Linked DNA regions of Mus musculus: regions 1, 2 and 3 are each linked to region 4. Evidence: chromatin contacts called from public HiChIP or PLAC-seq and promoter capture Hi-C data. All regions are on one chromosome and are shown on one strand. The core of a region is the stretch at or near the end of the contact, and the rest is flanking DNA. Distances in the headings are between cores, read along the strand shown. Region 1 holds the start of Hmx2 (H6 homeobox 2). Region 2 holds the start of Btbd16 (BTB (POZ) domain containing 16). Region 3 holds the start of Plekha1 (pleckstrin homology domain containing, family A (phosphoinositide binding specific) member 1). Region 4 holds the start of Lhpp (phospholysine phosphohistidine inorganic pyrophosphate phosphatase).

Region 1 (6,115 bases), core at 2,478-4,977, 1.1 Mb after region 4:
AATGAGCAATTGAAAACACATATTTAATAAGTAAGAAGAGAACTGATAGGCCTCTTTGTGTTCTCCTTTGGACCACCCCAAATTTAGTGTAGGTTCTTAGCACATGTTGAGACCTCAACAAATACTTATTGAGGTGAACACAGCTAAAATAAAACAAATGTAAGCAAACCAACCTAGTATTGCCCGGTGCATTCTTGTGTAGCATCCATCTAATGTCACCTAGGAGGAGTTGCAGGTTTTATAAAATATAATGTGTTAAGAAAAAAATAGGCAATATCAGAGCAAATCTCTTCTGCCAGGCATATTTCACGGAATGATATGGGCCATGTAAACGTTTACATTCTGTGAATTTCTACAAAATGCAAGTCATTTCGATGCCCCCTTGGCTCAAAGAGACCGGTCCCTCAGGCACCAGGTTTTCTTCTGAAGAAAGAAATAGATAGGGCCTTGGCGCTGCAGACTCCTAGCTCTTTGCACCCTGATCAACCACTGAGGGGAGGCGGGCTGGACCTAATAACTCTACCTGAGGCCTCCTCCAAGCTCCAGGCCCATTTCTGACATTTAACAAGGAACAGGTGGATGCTATGAAAACGTAGAGAAAATACAGTGCTGTGATTTGCATGATCCTGACGAAGCAGTTCTCCGGGTGCAGAGCCTCCCTAACCCTGCATGGAGGCAGGCAGCCGGGCACTGCAATCCTCAGTGCTCAATTCAGAAACAGCTGCTGCAAGTTAGCCAGTGATCCGACCTTTTTGTCATTCACGGGCAAATTTAACAACTACAAAAAGAAACTAGGGAAGCGCCCGTGTCATCTGCTCCACGAATCCCTCCAACGAAATCTGACCCTTAGGCATCACTTCCCGCTCTGCGCAGAACTCTCGCAACTGTGTCACCAGCGGGAGACCCCTGCGAGGGCTGCAAGCCAGTCGCCTGTGGCTCTGGAACCCAAGCGGACGCTTTCTCTCACCCCACGTTTTACTCCGCGCAGGAGGACGCCAAGAACGCCAAGAGCTCCGGCCTTTCGCGGCGTGCCCAGCTTTCGTCTAGCCCAAAACAGCCCAGTATCGGGGAGATGTTCACCTCCTTGCTTGGCTCATTCCCAGAGGCGACCGGGTCAGCAGCCAGGCTCCTGGCTTTGTCTTTCGCTGCGCGGGGCTGTGGATCTGGATTCCATCTCGAGTGCACCCCAACCCGCACACCTGGGTCGTGGGAACTGTGCTGTTCCTGTAAGCAGCCCCAGTCACGTGCTGCCTGGGCAGCCCCAATATCCCGACCTTTAACCTCTGAGCCCAGCCCCACCCACACGTGGTGAGAGCAGAACCTTGGGGGCTGAGGGAGGAGACAGAATCCTGCATGCTCTGGCAAAAAAAAAAAAAAAAATCCAGAAACTCCTCTGCCGCTGTCTCCTGGGACAATCCATCCCTCCAAAGTTAGCAACCATGTTTAAAACGTTTTATTTTTTTCTCTTTAAAAATATTTACAGATCTGTACTCTCCTCGTTTTGCCCCTACCCATCCTCAAGATGAAGGGAATAAAGAGAAGTGATTAGTTCAACGACCAAAGCCCTAGTTGGTTCGGCTCGGCTGAGCTTGTGTCCTACCACATTTTCTATATACAGGTGTATATATGGGAGAAAGACTGCCTGGTTCTGTTGGTGGTTTTTCTGATGTTTTTTTTTTTTTCTTGCTACTGGTCAAAACCGACCTAATCAAAACCCCACTTCCCACCACCACCCGAGAGCCTCCCCTTCCAAAATAGTTTCAAACGCGAGTTGTTTGGTTTTGTGTAGAAAGCAGGTGCTCTGGCGTGAGGAATGCAGATAAATACTCAAAACAAAACAAAACAAAATAAAACAAAACAAAACAAAAGGTAGGAAAGAGGCCATAAATAAGACATAACGAATACACATGGTGTATTTCTTAATATTTCTGGACACGCGCCGCTCTGCTCCGGAGCTCTGCGAAGGATCCCGACCGCGCCGGGCTATGCAGGCAGCTGCAGGCGACCAGGGGCGTCCCGGGAGCCGGCGGGCGAGCATGTCAGTAGTCAAGCTTGTTGTACAGGTTGTAGAGCGGTAAGGCCGAGAGATTGCTGCTCGGGTAATAAAGCGGAGCCGGGAAGGCCAGAGAGCGCGGCACCGGCACTCGCAGCAGCGAACTGTCCCGAAACACGAGCGGCATGCCCACGAGAGTCTGCGCCGACGCGTGTGCCATGTTGGCTGCCTCAAGCTCGGCTGAGAGCTGCCGCTTCCACTTGTTGCGGCGATTCTGGAACCAAGTCTTAACCTGGGTCTCGGTGAGCTGCAGGCTGGAGGCGAGGCAAGCGCGCTCCGAGCTGCTCAGGTAGCGTTTCATGTCGAAGGTAGACTCGAGCTGGTACACTTGGCTGCGGGAGAAGACGGTGCGCGTCTTCTTCTTGGCCGCTCCGGTTTGGCGCTCCGCACCGCCGTCCCGTGGCCGCTCCGGGCCCGGAGAAGGCGAGCCCGCCGGCAAAAGCCTCTCCTTCTCTTCCTTAAAGTCCGGGTGAGAAGGAGAAAGGAATGGCGTGCGCTCCGAGGCCGCAGGCCCTGCGCCTCCGCTGCCCTTGGGGGTACCTGAAGAGTGAGCACAAACAGAATGACCATGGAGTTGATGAGCCTTAAAGACTCTCAGCTCTGCCGGGGACAAGGAGGTTGACTGATGCCTGCATCCTTGATTCCCCTATTGCTAACCCTTTCCTTTTCTACTGCGTCCTGCTAGCGCCCAAAGTCCAGAGCCTCGGCCTTTCAAAGCAGCAGAAGAGGGTTCCATATAATCCGAGCTGGAGGGTCTCCTTCCACTCTTATAAAAGTAAACGTGGTACCGGGTCTGGAATGGGGACATTAACACCATTTTTTAAAGGTGATTTTTGCCTTTGAGGACTGAGCTCTACAAGGTAGCATCATTTTACAGGCCGTTTTCTTTGAGAGTCGGGCTAATTTTATTCATAACTCCTTGGCTGTCCTCCGTTAGCTTTTACCTCTCTGAAACTCAGCACTGTCAATCATTTTAGAGTACTAATCACTTCGAGAAGAGGCCGAGAGGAGGGAAAAGACATAGAGCCTGCAGGACTGACAGAACACCCAAACCAGACCTGCAGAACTAAGTCAGGACAGAAAGTACCCGGCGTGCGAAACCATTTTGGCCAGCATTGTGTACCGCCCGCAGAGTTCCTGGCCCACTCTGGTTCACCCTCCTTCCCCTTACCCAGTCTTCCCCTTACCGCCCCAATATTCCTCTACTTCTCCCCAGCGCCGGCCCTTCCGGCCTTTTCGAGAATGCACCATGGGTGCGTAGTCCCCTCCCCTTAGCCTGGACCACTAGCGGCCCGGCTGTGACCCGGGGATGCCCTGCTCCGCGTCTCCGACAATCACACACCGCATCGGCTCACGCTCACTCGGGCCAGACTCCCGACCTGCGATCCTTACCCAGGCAAGGGAAAGGGATGGGGGTATGGTGCTTAGGGCTTGGCTCCTTGGGGCCGTGCGGATCTGGGCAGAAGCAAGCCGGAGCCTTCCAACCTTCCTCCGGCTCCTCCTCCTCCGAGGACACAGACAGGCTGCGTTTCCTGGCTGGCCACCCGGCGGGCTCCCGCGGTGCCTCGGAGGGGCCCCCGCCCAGGATGGACTGGATGGTGAAGCTGGAGACGCCACCGGCCGCCGGACATCCCTTCCCCACATCTTCCTTGCTGCCCATCCTGGGTTCATAAGAAATCGGAGGAAACCAAGAACTCCCTTTAGAGCGGGGCTGGGTGGAAGGTGGTGCGGGCAGGCGGGCGGGGGGAGGGGCGGGAGGGAAAGCAAGGGGAGGGGGCTACGAGGCTGGCGAGGCGTCCCTTCTGCTCCAGGACGCGCAGGCACCGGACCGCTGTGCGCGGGTCCCTGCCGGCCCGGCTCTGGGTGAGCCCGCCCAGCCCCGGTGCCAATGTCCCTTCCTCGTTTGACAACTCCACCGGTCTCCAGCGACGCGGAGGCTGCGCGGCCTCATTTGCATAGAGGTTACCCGGCCGCGGCCAATCGCAGCGCCGCGGAGCGGCCCCGGAATTTTTTAAAAAGCTGGGGCCGAGCACGCAGCACCGGGAAGCTCCGGGAGCAAGCCTAGACGCGCACTCGCATCAGCTCTGTCCAGCCCGTAACATCTGGGGCTGAAGGCAGCTTAGATTGCAGCCTGTGTTCCTGGTCTTTGCCTTGCCTCTCCAGAAACGAGAACAGCGCCCGGGGTCGAGCTGGTGGGGCTCTCTCACATCCAAGATGCACACCATAGGCTGCTGCCACCCTCCCCAGTCCTCAACCCCTTCTAGCCTCTTGGGAACTAACAGCGCTCTACGAGTCTTCTCCCGCTGCGTTGGGGATTGACAGTATGTGGCTCTCCGCTGGGAGACACAGGAGCAAAGAAATTCTACAGCTCTGGACCTGAAGACCCCGCTGACTAAAGGGGGCAGAGGATTTTGGAAACAGAGTAGCCCCCAAATGTCCCGAGGTTCCGGCTCACATTCCAGCAAACGCCATTTGCACTGTGTGAACTTGAACAAGTCTGGTCCCAGTAGAAGCATCCCTGCCCCCTGGCAAACTTCTTAGTGTCGCCTGCCCCCATTCTCTGGTTGTGATGATGTGTCAGCTAGAAACCTATAAACTCTCAGAGTGCAGAATAGTTATTTCCTAATCCTTGACCGAATACCACACAGCTCGCCTTCCCACACTGCAGCTAAACTCATTTACTTTATTTTGCTGGTAAATACTGGCGGTCTCAAAATGGCTACGCTGCTTCTGGAAGGAAACGAAGTAGGTAGGTATGGGGACTTTTTAGAATTGGACAGGATCCTGTTAAATATAGGTAGGGTGTCTTTGGGCAAGATATGTACACTTTCCACGCCTCGTTTTCCCCATCCTAAAATTATTTGAAGTGTTGCTTTCCTTTCAGAGGTCAAGGTACAGCTTTATAAAACCTGACTCTCTCCTTCCTTCTTGTGGCCTCTCCCTAAGCCCTGACTCTTGCTTGTTTAATCCCTAGAGCACCTGTTACCTGATCTAGAGTCATCTCAACAAAGCAAGCAAAGGGATTTGAGGCGACAGTTATCTACACAAGCTTTATGGAAAGGAACGAGACCCAAAGCTTCCAGCCAAACCTGGCTGCACCCTTAAGGTCCCAGAAACCCTGTTCCCTTCCTTAGACACATGCCAGAAGATCCAAGAGTGAAGAGAGACTGTAGAGTCGGTCCCCACAAATGTCCAGCCTGCACCGTGACGGTGCAGTTCCTCGCCTGCACCGCTCCCGGGTTATTGAGTAAAGCGCTTATAATATCATTAGCCTCACTGAGTTACCGACTGCGGCCCTGCCCGTGGCAGAACTCTCCCTACTTAACTCCTCAAAGGGCTCGTTAATGGGCTAATTGATTAGGGGTCGGTGGCGCAGCCGGGACGGGGCAGGGGAGGGAGCGGAGGGCCAGGAGGCTGCGCGCCCAGGCCCGGGAGGCTGGCGAGGGGCAGGTGCCGGCCTCCGTCACCGCATTAACCTCTTCAGGGCTCTGCGGCGGGGTCGAGACACATTACAAATGGTCAGCTTTAATCATGGTGTCAGCTCATTAACCCGGAAGGACCCGGCGCTGAAATACAATTTGTGCGTCCTGCTCTGCGCGGCCCTGGCACAAGCTCCGAAGCCTCATCACAGCAGGTCCAGCGCGCTCCCGCGGAGGTAGAGGAGGAGATTCCAGAAAGAAATGTTCAAACTCATGAACTAACCCTTGGCTTTTCAAAAGCACAGTTATCTGGGCCGTGTCGTCGAAGCTAGAGCCAAATCAATACCACAAGAGGACTGTCTGGCCAATTTGAGGATCAGAGCCAGCTACAGAGATTGTAGGAAAATCATAGTGGAGGAGAAAGAGTTAAGTCGTTCTGAGCTAGAAAGGATCTGGGGCTGTGAACGTGTTGGGGACAGCTCATTTTAACCACAGCAAACGTGACTCAGATCTTTACCGCCATTGTACAGAAGTGGAAACTGAGGTGCTGAAAAATAAGAATTTAGCCAAGTAATGGAAACAAGCTTGCGGTCAGGGTTGTTTCCCTGCCGCTACTGTGCTCTTAGGAGAGAATGGGAAGAGA
Region 2 (7,037 bases), core at 2,491-4,990, 1.8 Mb after region 4:
GCTCATCAATTCAGCAAAAATAGCTGTATAGAAAGCCCCAGGATTCTCTAGGTTTTTTTTTCCACCCCCAACACTGAGGTGCTCCACCCACACTCAAGTTTTCTATGGATGCTGGGAGATTAAACTCAAGCCCTCAGTCTCGAATGGCAAAGCACTTTATTGACTGAGCCATAGGAATGAAAGCTTCCATAGAAAGACACGTCTATGAGGCTGATCAAGTGATTAGGATTTCAGTGACTATGGAATGTTGCAGGTCTCGAGCAAAATTATCTTGGGTTAGCTTCAGTATTCTCACAGGCCGTTCCTTGCCTGCCTCTGTGTCTGACACACCCTTGTGACTATCAGGTGAAACGATTTCCCAATATATTAACAGCCTAAAAACTCAAAATGTCATCAGTTAACATCCCATCTGTAGCAGAGATTTCCCACCGACACATCCGATAGTGATCTGTTAGTATACAATGCTACGGAGGCATTCTCTACCATGTTAGAGAATGGAACTCAGAGTAACCTAAATGTGCATTCCTGAGGCACGATCACTTATATTTGGCTCCAGAATAAACCATCCCTTCCCCAGCTTGAGTTGAGAACTGTGGTTTTTGCATGTATAACTACCTCTCTAGACCTGCTGTCACCGGCCTTCTTGCGAAAGGATCCACTTACTGAATTCAACATTTTCATGAATGACAGTGGAGATGACACAGCAGGACAGTGATGAGCACCTGGAAGACAAAGAGCTGAAGATGACACTTTCGTATGTCTCTAAAGCATCCCATCAGAATACTGTAGAGGAGGCTGACCTAAAGAGTTCGTAGTTTACCATAAAAGGAATCATGAGAAAGCCTCAAATGTGGGTCACGTGTCAAAGCCAGAGGATGGCTAAGTATTTGTTTGTTCTGTACTTGGATGTAGTGTCTCATACTACACAAGAGCTCTAGCCTGGGATGGATGGATGGATGGATGGATGGATGGATGGATGGATGGATGGATGGACAGACAGATAGATCAATCTATGCCATGATTTTGGAAGAGTAGCTTAGGTAGAGGAGCAAGAAGATATGCCTTCTCACATTATCGAGAGGATGAAGATCAATGTATGTCCTCAAGTAGGGTGAGCATGTATTCTTTATTTGGATCAGGAGACTGTATGGGTGGCTTTATCAGTTAGCCAGGGCTGGACAGGGATGTAGTGTCCAGTGGGATTATGATTACTGTGGCTTAAAGGCCAGGAGAGAGGGCTGGCGGGGCATCCATTTTCCTGCTGGATCTGAATGCAGTTAGGATGACTTGGTTATAAGCGACAGAAACCAATCTGATTAATGGTATGCCAAAAACAGTTAATAGGAAGAGGACGGTAGGACTGACTGAGAGATGCTGATGGGTGAGGACACCAGGAAAACCAGGACCCAATACAGGGACTGAGGTACAAGCACCAAGGGCTGTTTCTGTCAGAGGATGTCATGAGGATGAATCAGTTCCCTGCACTCCATCTCCAGGAGGTTTTGCTCAAGCACAGTCACCCCCACTACACTACACACCACATCACACTATACACACACACACACACACACACACACACACACACACACACAAAAACACAAACACTACACACCACACTAAATACACAAACACACACACACCACACACCACACTACACACCACACTAAATACACAAACATGCACACACATACACAATACACACCACACTACACACCACACCACACTAAATACACAAACACACACACACACTACACACCATACTACACTACACACCACACTAAATACACAAACACACACACACATACACTACACACCACACTACACACCATACCACACTAAATACACAAACACACACACACACACTACACACCACACCACACTAAATACACAAACACACACACACACACACACTACACACCACACCACACTAAATACACAAACACACACTACATACCACACTATACAGCACACACCACACACACACATCACACCACACTAAATACACAAACACACACACTACATACCACACTACACAGCACATACCACACACACACATCACACCACACTAAATACATAAACATACATACACACACACCACACTAAATACACAGACACACAGACACACACATACACACTATACACCACACTAAATACACAAACACACACACACATACACACTACATACCACACTAAATACACAAACACACACACATACACATAATACACCACACTAAATACATACATACACACACACACACACACATACACACTACACCACACTACACAACACACACATACACACACACACACGACCACACTACACAGCACACAAAACACATACACACCACTACACAGCACACATACACACACATACCACACACCACACTGCACATCTCACACACACACACACAGCACATAGCACACACACACCACACCACACAGCACATAGCACACACCACACACACACACACACACACACACACACACACACACACACACACTGCCCCCTCCACACACACATACTTTTGTTCATGGCTGGAATCATAGCTGCTTCTCTGACCTGTTTTTCACACAGAAGTCAGAGGGACCCTGCACCTCTCCAGCTAAAACCCTTGGCCAACTTTCCACATATGAGCTCTGCATCTTCATCGTGGCCCAGAAGCTTCTAAGGAGAGAGGAGTGGGTTCCAGGCAGACTTCATACAGAGCTGGTCAGCATATGAAGAAATGTTCCTGCCAGGGCCCTCCATAGAAAAAAAGGTCATTTCAGTTCAGAGGTGGCTGCCTAGCTCCTCTTTCTTTCTTTTCTTTCTTTCTTTCTTTCTTTCTTTCTTTCTTTCTTTCTTTCTTTCTTTCTTTCTTTCTTTCTTTCTTTCTTTCTTTCTTTCTTTCTTTCCTTCCTTCCTTCCTTTCTTTCCTTTCTTTCTTTCTTTCTTTCCTTTCTTTCTTTCTTTCCTTTCTTTCCTTTCTTTCTTTCTTTCTTTCCTTTCTTTCTTTCTTTCCTTTCTTCCTTTTTTTCTGAGACAGGGTTTCTCTATGTAGAGAAGAACTCACTTTGTAGACCAGGCTGGCCTCGAACTCAGAAATCCACCTGCCTCTGCCTCCCGAGTGCTGGGATTAAAGGCCTACGCCACCATGCCTGGCTCTAGCTCCTGTTTCTTTTACACAAGAGTCTTCCTGGCTGACCTTGAACCCCAGGAGTATCTTAGTAGCACTGAAATGTATTTTTATTTTTGTCTCACTGGGAGCTGTGCCCTCTGTGGGCTTTAGTTGTTGCTCCCTTGGTCCTCTGGTGAGGAAGCTGTCTGTGACCCTCCTTCAGCTCCCAGCCAGGAACCTCTGAAATGCCTCCTTGCCCTGGTGGAGCTATGTGCAAACAGCTCCCATCACTGGGTGACCCCTTGGTCTCGGCTGTGGATGAGGTACCAGTCCCACTTACAGTTCTGCAGTCCTGCTGCCCACGGGGACGGTCACAGAGGTTGAGAGTGAAGCAGAGGGGTGCTGGTTGCACTGGTCTCGGAACCAAGGGAGAGTTGGAGGCTGGGCACCTTCTGAGCCTGAATCTTGAACGCTCTCATGACACCTGGGGCTCACCCCTTCTCCTACGGCGATGCTTTGCTGGGGGAGCCTGCCTTTGGCTTCCTGGGGGTAGTTGTGGGTACCATGGCAACAGCAGTCAGATTCTAAGGACTTCCTGTTCCGGGTTCTGGTGTTATCTCAGCTTGAGGCTTCAGGCTTTCTGCTGAGGGGTGACAGGGCTATCAGAAAACAGTTTGTCACTAGCATAACCATGCCTGGCTGCCAAAATATTTTCGCAACAAAAGTAATTTGAATTCCATGTCCAAAATTAGCCTTAATTAATTCTACATTAATATTTTTTGTGTGTGTGTATCCCCTCCCCCATTCCTGTGCCTTATTGATAATGTGTCTTATTGATAACTGTGTCTCTTGATGTGGGAGAAAGTGGTGGGTAGTGTAGCCAGCCCTCTGACAGACATTAGGGTCTCAAAGTGCAAACCTGCAACTGGGCTATGTTCCTTTGCAGGGGAGCGAGCTACACACACACACTTGGAGAGCCTTTGCCGCACTTCCCATACCACCAGATACACACTGTCTGCTCTCCAACCTGGAGTCTGGTCTGTCGCTTCCCTCCTAGCCCAGTGCCACGATGATGGCGTGATAGTGTGTGTGGAAGGAGGTGCCTCAGCGAAAGCTCTGAAGTACAGGTCTGCCCTGTTACTTCTGCCCTTCCCTTTACCTCAGACTTCCCCTATGTAAACTTTCTCTCCAATAGAGGCTTAACACAGGATTTGAATTAAGGTGTTTGAAATACAAGAACCTGACCCTCCTGATATCATACCTGCCCTCTGGATACTATTTCTGGTACTACTGGGGCTACTGGCTAAAAGACAACCCCTGAGCGCCTCCTATTGGCCACACTGGGAAAGTGTCCCAGGGAGCCACAGTCCTTACCACCCCTGAGCCCAACATTTGACCTTGATTGTATTGATCCCTTTCTGAAGCCTTTGGTTTAGAAGCCTTCAGCTCCCCGCTAGATTGCGCCATGGATCGCTCCAGAGCTGAGCTGTAAGCCAAAGTCAAATGCACAGAAATGGAAACTTTCTTGAATCGCTGGAGTTAGCATGGACTTCATGTGGCCTTGGCCACAAGCAATGTCACAGGAAGTCTAGCTGCTTTCCCTGCAAGTTCTACCTGGTGGCATCCACTTGCTGGCGATGTTGTCCACCCACCCCTATGGGAGGGAAACAGAAGGGTGGGAGGCAGAGCCACCATGCCAGCCTTAGGCCAATGTTCAGGGGGCTGCTTTCTGCCCCACCTGGTGTGTTCTGGATCCTGAGGGACTGGCTTCTGACAGCACCTGCTTAGTCTCCCAGAGGGAGAAGGTGAGCAAGTTCCTACAGGGAACAGAGCAGCTCCTCTGATGGCGAGGCCGTGTGTGCATGCTCAGGCAAAGATACATTTCCAGAAATGTGCTGTGAGGCCACAGTGAGTACTGAGTGTGGTTGGCAAAGGACTTCCCCATATAGAGCCAGCTTATGAAGACAGAGAGGTGGCTGTTCATGTGAGTGAACACACACACACACACACACACACACACACACACACACACACACACACAACTAGACTGTGGAGAGGGAAGTGTAGCCCAGTCAAAACAGTAAATGAACCTCCAACCAGGCCATAAAAAAAGATAGATGAATTATCTCACAAGAAATGAAAAATAATCTTCTTGGAACGGGTTGTGGGCTGCAGACCTACACTCCCAACACTGGGAAGTTGAGGCAGGAGTTCAAGGTCACCCATGGTTATAGAGGAAGTTTGAGGCCAGTCTATTAAAACGAACAAGCAAACAAGTAAAAGAATCATACGGTAGCCCACTATGCCTCAGAAGAGCACAGATATCTGGTGTGGAACAGCCTGTAATATCAGAAGACAGGCTGAGACAGGAGGACTCTAAAGCACAGAAAAAGAAGGCCATGGCCATATTTGCCCATCCCTTCCCCTGTGGGGAAGGACTACCTCAGTCTCATACCTCTGTGTTGACACAGCCCCTCAGAGTTCCAAAGGAGAAGCCAAGGGACTGGAAACACACACGGCTCCGTCCCTCAGTAAGGCAGATACTGGAGGAGCCAACACGGCTGTCCCCCACAACCTCTCACTCACAGCAGAGCATCCCCAGCAGGCAACACCAGAAGAGAGGTGGCCAAGCCCAGAACAAGTCTGAAGCCAGGCAAAGGCAGCTGAATGGCAGAGAGCAGTCCCACAGGTCCCATATGGTGTATTTATGCACCAAGGGCCAGGGGAGCAGGTATGTACCGTTTCTGTCCCAGTTAGGGTTTCTATTATTGCAGCGAGACACCAGGAGCAAAGCAAGGCGAGGAGGACAGAGTTCATCTTGCTTACACTTCCACATCATGGTCCATCGCTGAAGAAGTCAGGGCAGGATCTCAAACAGGGCAGGGGCTGGAGGCAGGAGCTGATACAGAAGCCATCGAAGCTTGCTGGCACGGCTTGCTCAGCCTGCTTTCTTACAGGACTACCAGCCCAGGGCTGGTACCACCCACAATGGGCCTACAGGTTTGCTTACAGCCTGATTTCATTGAGGCATTTTCTCAATTGAGATTCCCTCCTTTCAGGTGACTTTAGCTTGTCAAGTTGACATAAATCTGAATCTAGCCAGCACAAGTACCAACTCTGGAAGGCTTCTAAGCAACAAGCTTCCTAACTTGAAAGCATAGATCTGGGTCCAGTCTCCAGTACTGCACAGAACAGGCCACTGCGGCCCCCGTAACCCCAGCACTTGGAAGGTAGAGGCAGGAGGATCAGAAGTTTAGCGTCATCCTTGGCTACAAAATGAATTTGAGGCTAGCCTGGGCTATATAGGACTGTCTCAAAAAACAAACAAACAAACAAACAAACAAACAAAACAAAAAGGAAGAGAAGAGAAGAGAAGAGAAGAGAAGGAGAAGGAGAAGGAGAAGGAGAAGGAGAAGGAGAAGGAGAAGGAGAAGGAGAAGGAGAAGGAGAAGGAGAAGAGAAGGAGAAGAGAAGAGAGGAGAAGAGAAGAGAAGGAAAGAGAAGGAAAGAGAAGGAAAGAGAAGGAAAGAGAAGGAAAGAGAAATGACACCTTAAGGTGGCTTCTTGGTTGCTGGAGAGAAAGAACAGGGCCAACCTTGAAACTCTGGAGCTAGCATGGACTTCATGTGGCCTTGGCCACAAGCAATGTCACAGGAAGTCAGCACTGGACAAGCCACCTGCTTTGTGGTGAATCAAAAAGAACCGATACTACTCTGTATGCATGTCAGACACAGACAAACTGAGCAGATCAGCGTTTCTCAGTCTTGGAGTCTAAAATGACTCTGCCTCCCTGGGCCTTCTGGGACTCTTTTCTAAGATGTGTTGCAGCTCCCCCTGGTGGACTTCCTCCTCCACTGCAAAACCTGCCCAACCACACCTGGTGCTCCTAGTGTTTGGCTAGAACAGTGGCTTCTACGCAATCCTGTGCATATGGGCATA
Region 3 (6,150 bases), core at 622-3,121, 1.7 Mb after region 4:
ATTGTATACTTATCCTGTCCCACTGTCTCAGTCTCCGCCAAACAGATGTACACAGCACAGTCTTTCCTATTTTGCTACACTGCTAAACCCAAACAGAAGACAAAAAAAAAAAAGATACAAACCTGCTGCTTTCCCCGCCCCCCAACAGCAACAGTGAAACCAGAAGCCAACAAGATAAAGGGAGACAGAAGGCAACATGTATATCACTTCCCTGCTGTGTGTGGCAAGCTAGTGACTCTTTACAAGCACAGATTCACAGTATGTCCACTGAAACAGTGTTATTTTTCAATAGAAATCTGACATTTGGCACAGGGTAGGGTTTATAACACTATAAAATAAGCTATTAATTTGATTTCTGCTGACTTACTATTCTTGTTTATCTCTGCTCTTAAAGAAGAAAATCAACTTTCTGTAGAAGAGTTGGTCCAGAATATGGAATATTTAAATTTGAGGGAAAATGGTTTGCCACAAGTTTGTTGGTAAGATAAACTAAGACGCACTGTATTCAAAATTCGTGTTACTATTTTTGAAATAATAGTTCATCTCCAGCTGTAAACTAAAAATGGTTTTTCATTTTACTTCCAAAGCGTCTGAGTCACTTAACACTCTTCTAAACTTCGCTACAGATTCGTCCAGTGGCCGTCAACGTAAAAAGCCTGGAAGCTAGAGAGCAGATCACTCTACAGTCTTAAGACAATGGTATAAACCTTGGAGTGGGCTATTTGTTCCGGTCATTAAACACACAGGAAATAAGCTTTTCTGGTTAGAAAACTAATTTACAAAGGGCAATACGACTTCACAAGAGTACAGAAAATCTTATTAAGATAGATAACGACCAACTCATCCAAGCAAGTATTAGAAAGAACGGGAAGGCGAACTAGAAAACGAAATGCCATAAACTACCTGGTATCTGTTCCTTAAACCTGTCCTCGGGACTCGGTCCCAGACAACATCAGTTTCTGAATTTACTCGGCCCTCGGTGGAGCCTCAGCTTGGGTGTCGAGCAGAACGAGGATTCTACCAAAAGCGGAGCACCGCGAACAGCAGCAGGGCGCTTTCAACCTGACACCACTTTCTCCCCGGACACTCTCCCGGGAGGGTCAATAGAAAGCATCCGAAAGGAACCAGAAGCCGAGCAGGGCAGCCCTCTTCCAAGTCCCGAACCCAGAGTTCAGGCGCCTCTCGGGTCCCACCCGCCTGACCTTGGCCAGGGCACTCCCAACCCTGCCACTCTCTCGGTCCGCACACGCGGGGAAGCCGGGCTGTGCGGGAGCGAGCGGCGCGGATGGGGCGGACACGGCCCTGGAGGCGCGCCGCTCCGACAGGCGTCGCCACCGGGATCCCCGACAGGGGCCGAGCCACGGCGACGGCAGCGAGGACACCAGGGGCTGTGGGCCTTGGCGGGGACCCGCAGGGCTGGCGTCGGGCGCAGAGGAACCCGCGCACAGGTGAGTCCGGCCTCGCCCAGGTGCGCGCGCCCGCGGACGCGCGAGGAGGCGCGGCCCCGCGCCCCCCTCAGCAGCCGGTGGCCGCCTCAGCCTTGCCTTCCTCGCCCCGCTTTCCCCTTCCACACACGCACACCCGAGCTGCACACCTCATGCCCCACTTTACCGCGGCCTCCGCCCGGAGCACCCGCGCCACCGCGGTCCCGGCTCCTTCAGGCACCCAGCTGCCGGGAGCGGCGCCCACGACGGCCCGCCCGCGCACTGCGCACGCGTGCACGCGCTGCCTCTACCAGACCAGACAGCGACTGAGATTCCGGAGCGGGCACTCCCTACCGCGAACACTACAAGTCCCGACAGGCTCCGCGCACGCCCGGCGGCGTGGCGGGCAAAGGAATCGGGCGTCTTCCTAGTTCCAGGGTGGTGGCTCGCGGCCGCGCGCGGGGCGCTGGGTTCCCCATGCCGCGCTGCATCCTGGGGCTTGCAGTTTTTGAGGACCACGAGGCTCGGCTTAGGACGTGGAACTAGAGGTTCTCTGATGTCATCACCTAGAGCTGCGAGGCACAGGGATCTTTAAAAATAGGTTTGGTTCCTTTGCAGATAATTTGCAAGCTGTCCCATAGTGGGTACAAGAAACATAAAATTCACTGGTTGTGCACCAGTTTTTTGCTCCTAACCATTTCTTTCTCAAAATGCAATTTCACCTCATCCTTAAAATAGTGGTATTAATGCAAGAGGCCAAGGAAATTTAAAAGGATTGCTCAAAACTCTTTCAAGGAGATATTTTAAAATATTCAGCCTATTTGTTGAGCAACCTCAGTGTATGAAGTCCCTGCCCTCGTGGAGCCTGTGTTTCATAAGGGGAGCTAGCCCTTTACAAAATACAATCCTTATACATTTTAATAAGTGGAAGAAAAGAATGAGCTTCAGAGATAGAGATAGGGAGGCAGGCTTCAGAGAGGATGTCCTGTCCAGCAGCATTCTCTAAGGAAGAGATATTTCAGCTGAAACCTGAAGAAGGTGAGATATTTAAACATGCAAAAGAACTGGGAGAGAATTACATACCCCACTTTTCCCAGTGAGTGACACACACTGAGGCTCTCAATAAACGTTTGGGGGTTTGTATCCTGCACAGCTGGGGATCATGCCCTCTCACTTGAGAGTGTTTTATCAACCTTTCTCATGACAAGGTTCCTCTGTCGTGTACGTGGGACAACTAGGCTATGCTAGATGAGAGACTGGAGGGGTAGAACTGGCAAACTGCCCGTGCTGACTCTCCACCTCAAATCTCCAACATCGAAGACGATCAGCACCTTACCTTCTTAGAAATCTCAGCTACACAGCCTTGCTGAGGGCCATCTGGCTCTTCTTCAGGTGGGAGCAAGAAGACTCCTTTCCTTATCTACAGACTGGTTGAAAGAGTCCATAGAGTTGCCAGCGCAGCCCTTTCATTTGGCCCATGCACTGGGCTTTTGCTGATTTAACTGAATGTATAGATGAAGTTTTAAAAAAAGTTTTCACATAAAAATCCAAATGTCACCTGATTTTCTCAGGTTTTTTGAGCTAACTTTCCTTGGCTTGAAGATCTGAAAGAAATTCCTGGCTTTTCAGCCCTTGGAGCCCTAGGAGATTCCATTGGGAGTGATTAGAATGTACATAACGAATTGGCTGTTTGCAAATCTGTAACAGAGAAAAGCAATTAAGTTAGGATGGGCTTATTCTGGCTCACAGGTTGAGGGTCTGCATGGTTCATCCTGGTAGGGTAGGTACGGTAACAGAAGAATGAGGGTCAGTCAGAGCGCATCTGGCCCGTATTCAGGACGGGTCTTATCTCCTCAGGTAAACTCTGGAAATTCCCTCACAGACATGCCCTGAGTTCTTTCCTCCCTCTCCCTCTCCCTCTCTTCCCCCTCCCCTCACCCACCCCCCACATCAAGTTAGCAATTAAGTTCAACCAACACAATCTAAAAGTCAAATTCAAGTTCAGTGTCTTTTCGTGATGGGAAATCCCTAACCCTGAAGCCGTGAGCCTCTCTATCAACCCCCTCTGCGTTGGACGAGAGAGCCATTCTCCTGATTGTCGTTACCATTTGACTAAGCAGTGTGCAATCACATAATGAATCCTAAAGCTTATTTGGCACTGAGAGTTAAATGTATGCACAGTGACAGAAACCAGAGAAGGGATTCAATTTGCCCAATGACACACAGCCGAAGTATTCTCCGGGCTACTTTGAGGTTGGGGTCCAGCCAAAACTTGAGAATTCCTGATGTGCCTTTAAGTTCAGAGGCTGAAAGAAGGGTAGGTATAGAAGATAAAAGGCTCTCTGCTCTTCCTCTGCCCTACCCCCCTTTCTTCAGTTCATTATATAACATAAGTACTTTCGCTGTTACTTAAGAAAAAAGTGTAAGCATGTGAGATATTCCTATGCTGAGATTAAGTCTGACAGCAAACCAAATGAAAGAGGACGGAGTGAAAGAGCAGAGGCACGCTAGAATACTTCCCAGAGCCAGTCTGGACCGAAGGCTTTGTAAACTTCAAAGTACCTTTGAAGCATCGCTGCCCCGTCATCACCATACTTCACACGGATGAAGTACTTGGGTGTTTTATTCTAAATACTCCTTGGTTTCTTTCTACACACTTAACAGCAAGATACCAGCCCCTCTGATAGAGCCAAGCAGACCGGGGTACACAAGCCAGGAGACTAGTCCAAACGCATCTGGTGCTACTGGGTGTCATTTTCCTCCCCGCCCCCCTCTCATTTTTACTTTTGTTTTTAGTTTTTGAGACAGGGTTTCTCTGTGTAGCAGAACTCACTCTGTAGACTTTGCTGCTCTCGAACTCACAGACATCTGCCTGCCTCCACCTCCCAACTGTCATTTTCCTCTTTGATACGGTCTCTGACTTCCCTTCCCCAGGAACACCCTGAACCTTTGTGCCTTACTTTTTCTCCTTTGCAGCACTCACATATTATTTACACAAATCTGAGCAGAACATCACCCACATATCTGATTGGTCTTATTTTCCTTCTGTCCCGCTAGAATAGAAGACCGACCCTGACAATGTTTAATCTAATGTTTAATTCACACCTATTCTCTCTCTTGAATAGAAATGTCTGCTGAACATCACAGGCCTCCTTCCTTGCTCAGTCAGACTCAAAAGACAAACCGCAGGAACAGTTCCTGAGGTAAATCCCTGTCTAGCCAGACGTCAGTCAGAACCAAGGTGAAACAAGGATTAAACGTGAACAGAACTCTTTCTGAACCCAGTGCTGTCTTGTTTTCCCTTCAGAGTTAAAACAAAACAACAACAACAACAACAACAACAACAACAACAACAAAGCCAGCTCTTTTCTACTGTTTGGTGTAAACGTGAACTAGAGCCAAGAGAGAATCAGAGCTTTGCCTCTGTAGCTGCATTGGAGAAGCTGGTTCATGGCCCTCTGCCACACCCACACTCCTGGCAACCAGCTTGTGATAGGAAGAATGGTTCCTGGTAATTACCCAGGGCTGGTTGGGTTAAGGGACTTGCCAGACTACAAATGAGGTGGCTGAAGTCTCCTTCAGGAACTATGGCTTGCTCAGCACAATCCTGCTCCAGGAATGAATGTAAAAGACTGTTGTTCTGGAGGGATTGGTGCCTGGGCAGGTGCAAGAAAAGTAAGATTTCCAAGTGGTTCAGCAACCAGCCAGAATCCCAGGCTGAGAGAGAGAGAGAGAGAGAGAGAGAGAGAGAGAGAGAGAGAGAGATCAACTCTAACACCTGGATAAATGTGATTGACATAAAATCACCTAGTGCCATTAATGTGCCAAAAGATCACTCTATGATCTCTGGGCTTTAGGAGCTTCTAAGCACATGAGACACCTGCTTATATCCTAGTCAACCCTCTGAGCACACACAGCAGATCTGGGATGCAGACAAGCCCTAAAACCGAGGCCCTTAGACTGCTCTGTGTCACCCAAGCATGTGGCCTCTTGCTCCAGTTTGTCATCCAGACTTGAAAAGCAAGGTTTTCTGAGCTCAAGATTACCATAAGGGTATGGCTAAGTTGCTCCTTGTTATATTGAGGTAAGGAGCATTCTTGAAGGTGAAGGCTCTTTTCAGAGGAAACTGGGAAAGATTCCATCCTGGCATCACAAGCGTAAGGTCTTCGGCTGGTGGGAAATCCTTCTCAGATCACTGCCACTCACCTGTCTGCTTCAGCCAAGCTCCAGCTGCAGTCAACGGTTGCTAGCTCTCCCCATCCATCTTCCCATTCGCCAGAAGAGATTATTAGCACTCAGCAACAAAAGCTAAAGCCTCAAGTGTCCCAGAGGGTTGTGTCCTGTGTGTCCTGTGTGACCTGTGATCTGCTCCCTAATAACGAGAACATGAAAACGTCGGTTTTCACAACGATCCCATGACTGCCTTGTCCCACCCCAGGATAGGACCTCAAGGAATTTGGGTTCTACAGTCCATCTGACTAGCTGGGTGATCTCAGCCCATTACCTGACTTCTCTGGATGTTAACATTGTTTCTTTGCAAATGGGGGTGGGGTGGGGTTTGATAGGGCTTTATGGTTTCCTAGGGAGTCTTAAATTTAATAACACTTGTAAAAAGTCTGGCCCGCAGACTGGCCCCATCACTATGAGCTGTTAAGTGGTTTATCCCAGTTTCTTGGGCTGCTACAGACTACACGTATCAAGGAGACTGGCATGGTACTGACAGCTT
Region 4 (6,864 bases), core at 3,870-6,369:
GAGCCACCCCCTCCTGGACTCCAAAAACTGAAGATGCCTCCTGGGGGCTGCTGTGCCTGGGAACTGCCAGGGTCCCCCCAGGGCCTCACCCCACCCCCATCTCATGTGTCCCTCTGCGGCTGAGGGCCTGACCCCAGGAACTTCCTCTGCACTCTGGCAGAACTTCAAAGGGAGTCCTGCACTTCAAGGGGTCACAGAGGGAAAGATCCGCCAAGGCCACACAAGCCAGCTGGATGCCCAGCTGTGTAGCCTGGCAAGCTGGACCCATCTGTGAAGGATTCTGGGAGGGCCAGTATTGGCTCATCCACCCAGAGAGGAAAACCCTACCCCCACCGGGGAAAACTTCAAAAGCAGGTGTGTTTTAACAGAGGGCAAACCTCTTACCCAAGCCTCTGGCACATGTCACAGGGGAGGAGGGTGGGGCGGTGGGGCTGCCCTACTACGCCTGAGCAGGAAGGTTTGGCCTTATAGAGGGGCCAGGGATGCTTGGAAGCATTCTCAGCCAAAGCCACAGAAGAAATGAGGCAAGGAAAGGATTGTCAGTCAAGAGAGACCAAAGGTCCCTTGAGATGCTCCAGCAGACCAGGTAGAGATTTAGGGACTTGACCCAATACCAAAGGAAGCGGGGAGCTCAGAGATGTCAATGTCAGGGCCTCTGGGTTCCTTGCCCCCTCAACGGGCATAATCTCACAGGCTCCAATAAAGAGGGCTTTCCCCTCGGCCTGCTCCACAGCTGCCTTCAGTGTATTTTAGGATTGTTGTCACAGGCTGCTACATTTCAGTGTCACCACACCAGAGAGAGATACCCCTGCTATGCAAGCCTGCAGGGGTCAAAACAGATCTTTTTAAATTTCTTTAAGATGTATTTATTTTATGTGTATGGTTGTTTTACTGTGCAGCCCATGCGTGGGTGTTGGGAGACCCTGGTCCTTTGCAAGAGCAGCAAATGCCACCTCTATAGTAGTCAGGCACATCTTAGAAAAGCTTTCCGAGGACCAGGCACAAGCCCAGAGCTCACAGGGACCTTCCTAACACCACAACTCTTTGCATCCTTTTCTTGGGCAGCACTGTGACAAGCTAGGAGTGTCAGTTCAGAGGCAACCATTTAGGGCAGTGGTTCTCAACCTGTGGGTCAGAGCCCCTGTGGCCAACCTCTATCTCCAAAAATATTTAACAGTAGCAAAAATTACAGATATGAAGTAGCATCGAAAATAATTTTACGGTTGGGGGTCACCACAGCATGAGGAATTATAGTAAGGGGTTGTAACAGTAGGAAGGTTGAGACCACTGATTTAGAGGGAAGCCTTGCCAGTCCTTTGCCCCCCATAAGTCCAGGCATAGATCTAGGATGACAGCTAAGGGCCTGCTCTGGGGCTGGCAGAGTGGGGCTTCAGGGTTTTCTTTGCTATCCTAGCTTAGGTACCTCACTCTGAGTCTCCAGTAGGCCTGCTAATTAAGAAAGATAGCAACAGGCCTGACAGTGGTGGTACACATCTTTAATCCCAGTGCTCAGGAGGCAGAGGCAGGCAGATCTCTGAGTTCAAGGCCAGCCTGGGCTACATAGAGAAACCCTGTCTCCAACAAAACAAAACAAAACAATCAACCAAACAAGGGAGATAATAGCACCCACCTTGGACATCAGAGAGCTATAAAAGAAATCACTGATGAAATGCCTGTGGGTAGAGAACACTCACCCTCAAAGGCCAGCCCCTGGGAGATCCTTGGACACTGCCTGACTGGGAGGTGTACTATCCAGAGCCACACTACTGTCTAGAAATCAAAGGCTCAGACAAGGGGCATCACCTCTTGTCAGTCCCTGCCAACATCTGTGCTCCTGACAGGAGAAAAACAAAAACAAAAAATGGAGACAGGGACTGAGGCTCTGCATCTTCATAGCACCTTTGCATTATTTTTCATGGGGCTGGAAAGTAATGACCCTGCCACTGCTGGCAACGAAGGGGACAAAGATATAGCTCCACAGAGCTACCCTCAGCAGCCAGAGGAACTAACTCCACTGGACTTTCAGAGACCTCATTTCAGGCCAAACCAGGAGTGGTGGCTTCAACTCTCATCAGATTTTTCAGGACTGGTCAGTTTATGAAGCAGAATTGGAAGTTCTGTTGAAGATATTTTAATTTCGACTTAAGCACAAGGCTGAAGAGAGAAAGAGAGGCACTCAGAGGGAACTAAGACATGCCCAGATGCACAGGTTTGCTGAAGAGTCCCGAGCAGTGAGACACACCCAAGCATAAGGATAAGCATCTCACCAGGCACCACCCCACTGTCTTAGCATCCACTGTAACCATCAGGAGGGCTCTCAAGTTACATCTTAGATGGTTGTTAAGAATTTTTATTTTTATTTCTCCATTTTCTCTCCCTGCCCTGCCCTCCCCCGCCATCCCCCTGCTTTATGCCCCTCGTAAAACCATTCTCAGCGTGCAGCTGAGGAAAGCCACATGTTATAACTCTGATTCGGAATGGTTCAAAAGCTTTAAAAATGTTGATATATAAAGCTGGACAATGAAGGGGCTTTCCTCCATTCTTCCCAACCCACTTCTTTATGCTCCAACCCCATCTCTTCACTAAGACTCCAAAATAGTAGCAAGTGTCTCTCCGGGGTTTATGCAAACACAGCAACAGGAACATGTGCATTCCTGCCTTTTCTACTGCAAACAGGACACACGTGATTGCTGTCCTCGCTCACACTGTATGGTGCTCACTCTGGAGAGAGGGACAGCGACTCTTCCCTGATTATGGAGAGTGATTGTTCTTGGTCCTTTATGGTTTCAAAAGACACAACTTTTATTTCAATTACTTCTCTTTTCTCAATCTCTCTCTCTCTCTCTCTCTCTCTCTCTCTCTCTCTCTCTTTCAGACAGGGTTTCTTTGTGTAGCTTTGGCTGTCTTAGAACTCATTTTGTAAACCAGGCTGGACTTGAACTCACAGAGATCCTCCTGCCTCTGCCTCTTGTGTGCTAGGATTAAAGGTGTCCGCCACCACTGTCCGGCTCAGTTATTTCTAGTAAACAAGTCAGAACAAATACCCAGAATTGTACCCACTACTGCAGTGCCAATTTTGTCTTCTCACATAAGGTAGCAGCACTTGGTTCTACGAAGTCTCAAAAAAAAAAAAAAAAAAAAAGAAAGAAAAAAAGTGAACTTGTTCCCAGTTTTATCAAAAAAAAAAAAAAAAAAAAAAAGAACCTATTGGTATAGTTTGAATTTGCATTTCTAATGCAACGGGTGGAGCATCTTTCCTGCGCTGAGGGGGTCACCAGTGTCTCTTTCCTGGTGAGTCTTCTGTCTTCTGTCCACATTCTCACTCAATGGCTGACTTTTTTGATTTATATATTCTGGGCCATAGATGTGAAAGCTTTCTTGGCAAGATGCCAAAAGAAACCTCATTTTCATTATACATATTTGTACATGTATCCATGTTCATATGTGTGTGTGTGTGTGTGTGTGTGTGCGTGTGTGTAGATACACATGTATGACACCGGTAATCTCAATTGGCAGCTCGATGAGAGCTAGCATCATCCAGAAGACAAGCATCTGGGCCTGTCTGTGGGTGGACTCTCTTCAGCTGTTAATTAAAGTGGGAAGTCACTTCCTACAGGTGGCACTATCCCGGGGCTTATATGCTTTGGCACTATCTTCACGTATACTCATCTATGGTGAGTGACTCAGTTTATTCATTTGAGCACAAACTATGGTCTACCTTCCTTCCAATGAGATCCTCATAACGTCCTGGCTGCTTACATCGTCCAGTGTCTGTCCCGCTACACTCTAAGAGGGGCCTCCACAGAATTAACTGCTCATATCCAAGGCTCAGTGAAACAAAGCCAGCCTTAAGTTCTGGAGTTAGTGGAGACAATGTAGAAGCCAGAAAGACATGTAAACTGGACTTTCACCCACCCAGAAGGTCTAGGTGTTTCCTAGGACTAGCTGTCCCATACCAGTCCCTTTCACTGTGCTACAAAACATAGTCTGTGTCCTTGTTACACCATCAGTGCCACCCCTCTTGCTCAAGTGTTCTCTCTCTCCACAACCATACGCGCGCGCGCACGCACACACACGCACACACACACACACACAAACAGATAAGTAGGGGAGGGCCTCTCGGGATCAAAGGACTTACTTAACTGCAAATAAGTAAATAGTGCTAGTTAGGTCAGGGTACCCCAGAGAGTGATATTGAGAGAATAATGCTAAACAATGAGCAGCCTCCAACTGCTCATCCACATTACACAAAGCTATCTGCGGACCAAAGACAAATAGCCCAGGTTTAATGCCAATTGTGGTCTCTGACAGCATTCTGCATTGGCAAGGTGTAATGAGCCAGACCCCTTGTCCTCCTCAAATCAAAACCAATACAAGAGAATTAGATGGCTAGCCATGTATATGATTTAAAGTTTTCTAAGAGAAACAGGTGGATCATTTGAATAGTTTACTTAGCCTAGTATATTAAAAATAGTCACTTAAACGTGTAAGCAACATCAAGAAATATTTTAAAGTAACTTTTCCATTTATTTACTTTTAAGATGGAGGACATGCATGGAGGGCAGAGAGAGGCAACTTACGGTAGCCACCGTTCTTATTCTACCATGTGGGTCCCAAGAATTGAACTCAGGTGTCACACACAACTGGCAATGAGTGTCTTTACCCATGGAGCCATCTCCCCGGCCTAACAGGTTGCAATATTAATGAGATAGTCTACACTTTTTGAATCTGTATTTTACTTGCAAGTTAACCAACTGCTTCCAAAACACAGCTTCAACCCATAAATGCCTAGGACCAACCCAACCTTCCCCCGACAAGGTTCCTAGCCAGCCTGAGGGGTGGAGCTAGCACTCGAGAAGGCGGAGCTAGCGCGAACGCCCCGCCCCCGGTAGTTGACACAGCCGGGAACCCCCTGCATTGAGCTCACTAACCTCGCCACTGCCTCCACAGAGCCTGCGATAGCGGTTGCACCGCTTGCGCTGCTATCACATAGCACCCCGGAGATGTCAAGCAGCACTCCCCGCACGCCCGTCAGCCGCTCAGCCCATGCGGCCATCGTGTCCAGCTATAAATCCGAACTCGGCGTCGCCGCTGCTTTTATCCCGCAGCCACGCCTCCCGCGCGGGGTTGCCTGGGAAATGTAATCCGCGGCGGGCGGGCCGGGAGCAAACTGGGAACCACGTGGACCAGCCTGACGCTTGACTATCAGGAAAAGCAGTGAACGCATCCTGCGGAAGGAGTTCAAACCCCTAAGAGTCAGGACATGACAACTTGAAATGAAAAGTGAAACAGTCCAGGAGGGATGGCTCTCACCTGTAATCCCCAGCAGGGCTGAGAGTGTGAAGCCAAGATGCCACAAGGGGGTAAAGGTGTTTGGCACAAAACTTAACTTTAATTCTATTCCCAGGACCCATACAATAGCAGGAGAAAACCTATTCCTGACATTGTCCCCAGATCTCCCCACGAGTGCATGCACACACACGTATACTAATTAAATAAATGAAATTTTAAGTGTTGGAGACATCCTAGCCTCAGTAGTGAGGTTCTGTCTCAAAAATGGAAGAGAGAGGGAGAGATCTTGCAGGCGGTTAGATGGCACCATCCAATTCCTTGGAAACACACTAAAGGAACGTGTGCAAACAGAATGACTGCGGTGTAAATAAATGATAATGCCAAGACAAGCTGAAGAAAATTAATGTAGAGGATACAGGTTGCATATCAGAGATGCTGAAAGAAATGTGCTGAAAGAAAGATCAGCCAGGGGAGGTGGCAGAAGCAGCTGAAGCTCTCAGAGTTTGAGGTCAGCCTGTTGCGAGTTCCAGGACAGCATGGACTACACAGAGAAATCCTGTCTCAAAAAAAACAAAAAAACAAAACAAAACAAAAAGAGGGGAAGGGGATTGGAGAGAGAAGGGGGAGGGAGGGGGAAGACAGGGGGGAGAGGGACAGAAAGGGAGAAGGAGAGAGAGAGAGAGACTCCCGCTAACTACCTTGGAAAACTCTTCTGTTCTAACATTATATGAAAAACACAAATTCAAAAGTTATATGCAGACAACAGCCTTGCAAAAATAAAGAGCATGGTAATATGAGTAGAAAAAAACACCAAATTTTATGTGTCTCGGGAGGCCAGAAGAGGGTGTTGATCCCTGAAACAAGAATTATATATAGACCCTGATGATTAATGATGTGGGTGCTGGGACTGAACTCTGGTCCATCTGAAAGACCATCCAGTGCTCTTAACCACTGAGCCACCTCTCCAGCACCCAGAATGTTAGAACTTTAACGCATTTCAACAAAGTGTGCATTATTCTTTTGATGAGCTTACCAGAGGAGCTGCTCGCAAGAGAAATAAAAGGTATAATGTCTACCCTGAGTGGGTTTACTGTGCTAGAGATCAATATTATACAGAGAGACTGAAGAAGCTGCTCTAACTTGAGAAAGTTTGCTTACATCGGGCAAGAAAGAGCTTACAGATTTGGGGGTTAGGAAGTGAAGGCTGGAGAATCAGGCTGGAGTCCTGCATAACCAGGAGTTATGTGTCTATAAATCCAATAATCACTGAAGGAAAACCCCAGACTCAAATAGTAATGCAAAGGCAGAAGGTTTATTCTGCGGAAATTACCAGCATGCAGGGGCCAACCGTTCGTCAAAATGGTTTGCAGACCCCTTTTATGCAGGTCTAAGGGAATTTTCCAGAAAGATTAGGTAATCTCCAATATGATTGGTAGGGGCAAAACAGTGACATTAGTACAATTTTGATTGGTTGCTAAGTTAGTTTCATTATAATTGCTGAAACCTTGAGGAATTTTGTCAACCAGCTCAGTTCTGGCCTTGTTATCTCCTCCAGCTGGGTATCCCAGGAGC

What was found. Promoter capture Hi-C pulls out the DNA fragments that hold promoters and counts their contacts. HiChIP or PLAC-seq counts read pairs in DNA pulled down with a chosen protein or histone mark.
Region 1: a promoter capture Hi-C map of embryonic stem cells shows a contact between it and region 4, with 12 times the contacts expected there. The contact joins the promoter of Hmx2 here to the promoter of Lhpp in region 4. A contact is called at or near these places in 18 of 39 promoter capture datasets (the 3T3-L1 cell line, the C10 cell line, the HPC-7 cell line and 10 more), 11 of 484 Hi-C or Micro-C datasets (cranial neural crest, differentiating embryonic stem cells and embryonic stem cells), 9 of 115 datasets of contacts at active chromatin or transcription factors (astrocytes, embryonic hindbrain, embryonic stem cells and 3 more) and 3 of 9 other capture datasets (adipose tissue, embryonic stem cells and liver).
Region 2: a contact with region 4 is called in a promoter capture Hi-C map of liver, with 4 times the contacts expected there. The contact joins the promoter of Btbd16 here to the promoter of Lhpp in region 4. A contact is called at or near these places in 3 of 39 promoter capture datasets (embryonic stem cells, liver and pre-B cells).
Region 3: a FOXA1 HiChIP or PLAC-seq map of pancreatic cancer cells shows a contact between it and region 4. The contact joins the promoter of Plekha1 here to the promoter of Lhpp in region 4. A contact is called at or near these places in 2 of 39 promoter capture datasets (hippocampal neurons and pre-B cells) and 2 of 115 datasets of contacts at active chromatin or transcription factors (large pre-B cells and pancreatic cancer cells).

Annotation. Positions count from the first base shown.
Region 1 is chr7:131,551,905-131,558,019 of GRCm38.p6, reverse strand. It overlaps Hmx2 (H6 homeobox 2), which reads right to left and starts at 3,727. Exons shown (of 2, transcript NM_145998.4): 1 at 3,446-3,727; 2 at 6-2,593. The coding sequence starts at 3,713. The coding sequence ends at 2,040.
Region 2 is chr7:130,770,772-130,777,808 of GRCm38.p6, reverse strand. Btbd16 (BTB (POZ) domain containing 16) reads right to left here and starts at 3,740. Exons shown (of 16, transcript NM_001081038.2): 1 at 3,439-3,740; 2 at 616-722. The coding sequence starts at 681.
Region 3 is chr7:130,861,445-130,867,594 of GRCm38.p6, reverse strand. Plekha1 (pleckstrin homology domain containing, family A (phosphoinositide binding specific) member 1) reads right to left here and starts at 1,871. Exons shown (of 13, transcript NM_001346515.1): 1 at 1,612-1,871. Gm5602 (a long non-coding RNA gene) reads left to right here. Exons shown (of 4, transcript XR_869992.3): 2 at 882-1,448; 3 at 4,550-4,627; 4 at 4,732-5,147.
Region 4 is chr7:132,608,898-132,615,761 of GRCm38.p6, reverse strand. Lhpp (phospholysine phosphohistidine inorganic pyrophosphate phosphatase) reads right to left here and starts at 5,119. Exons shown (of 7, transcript NM_029609.1): 1 at 4,932-5,119. The coding sequence starts at 5,056.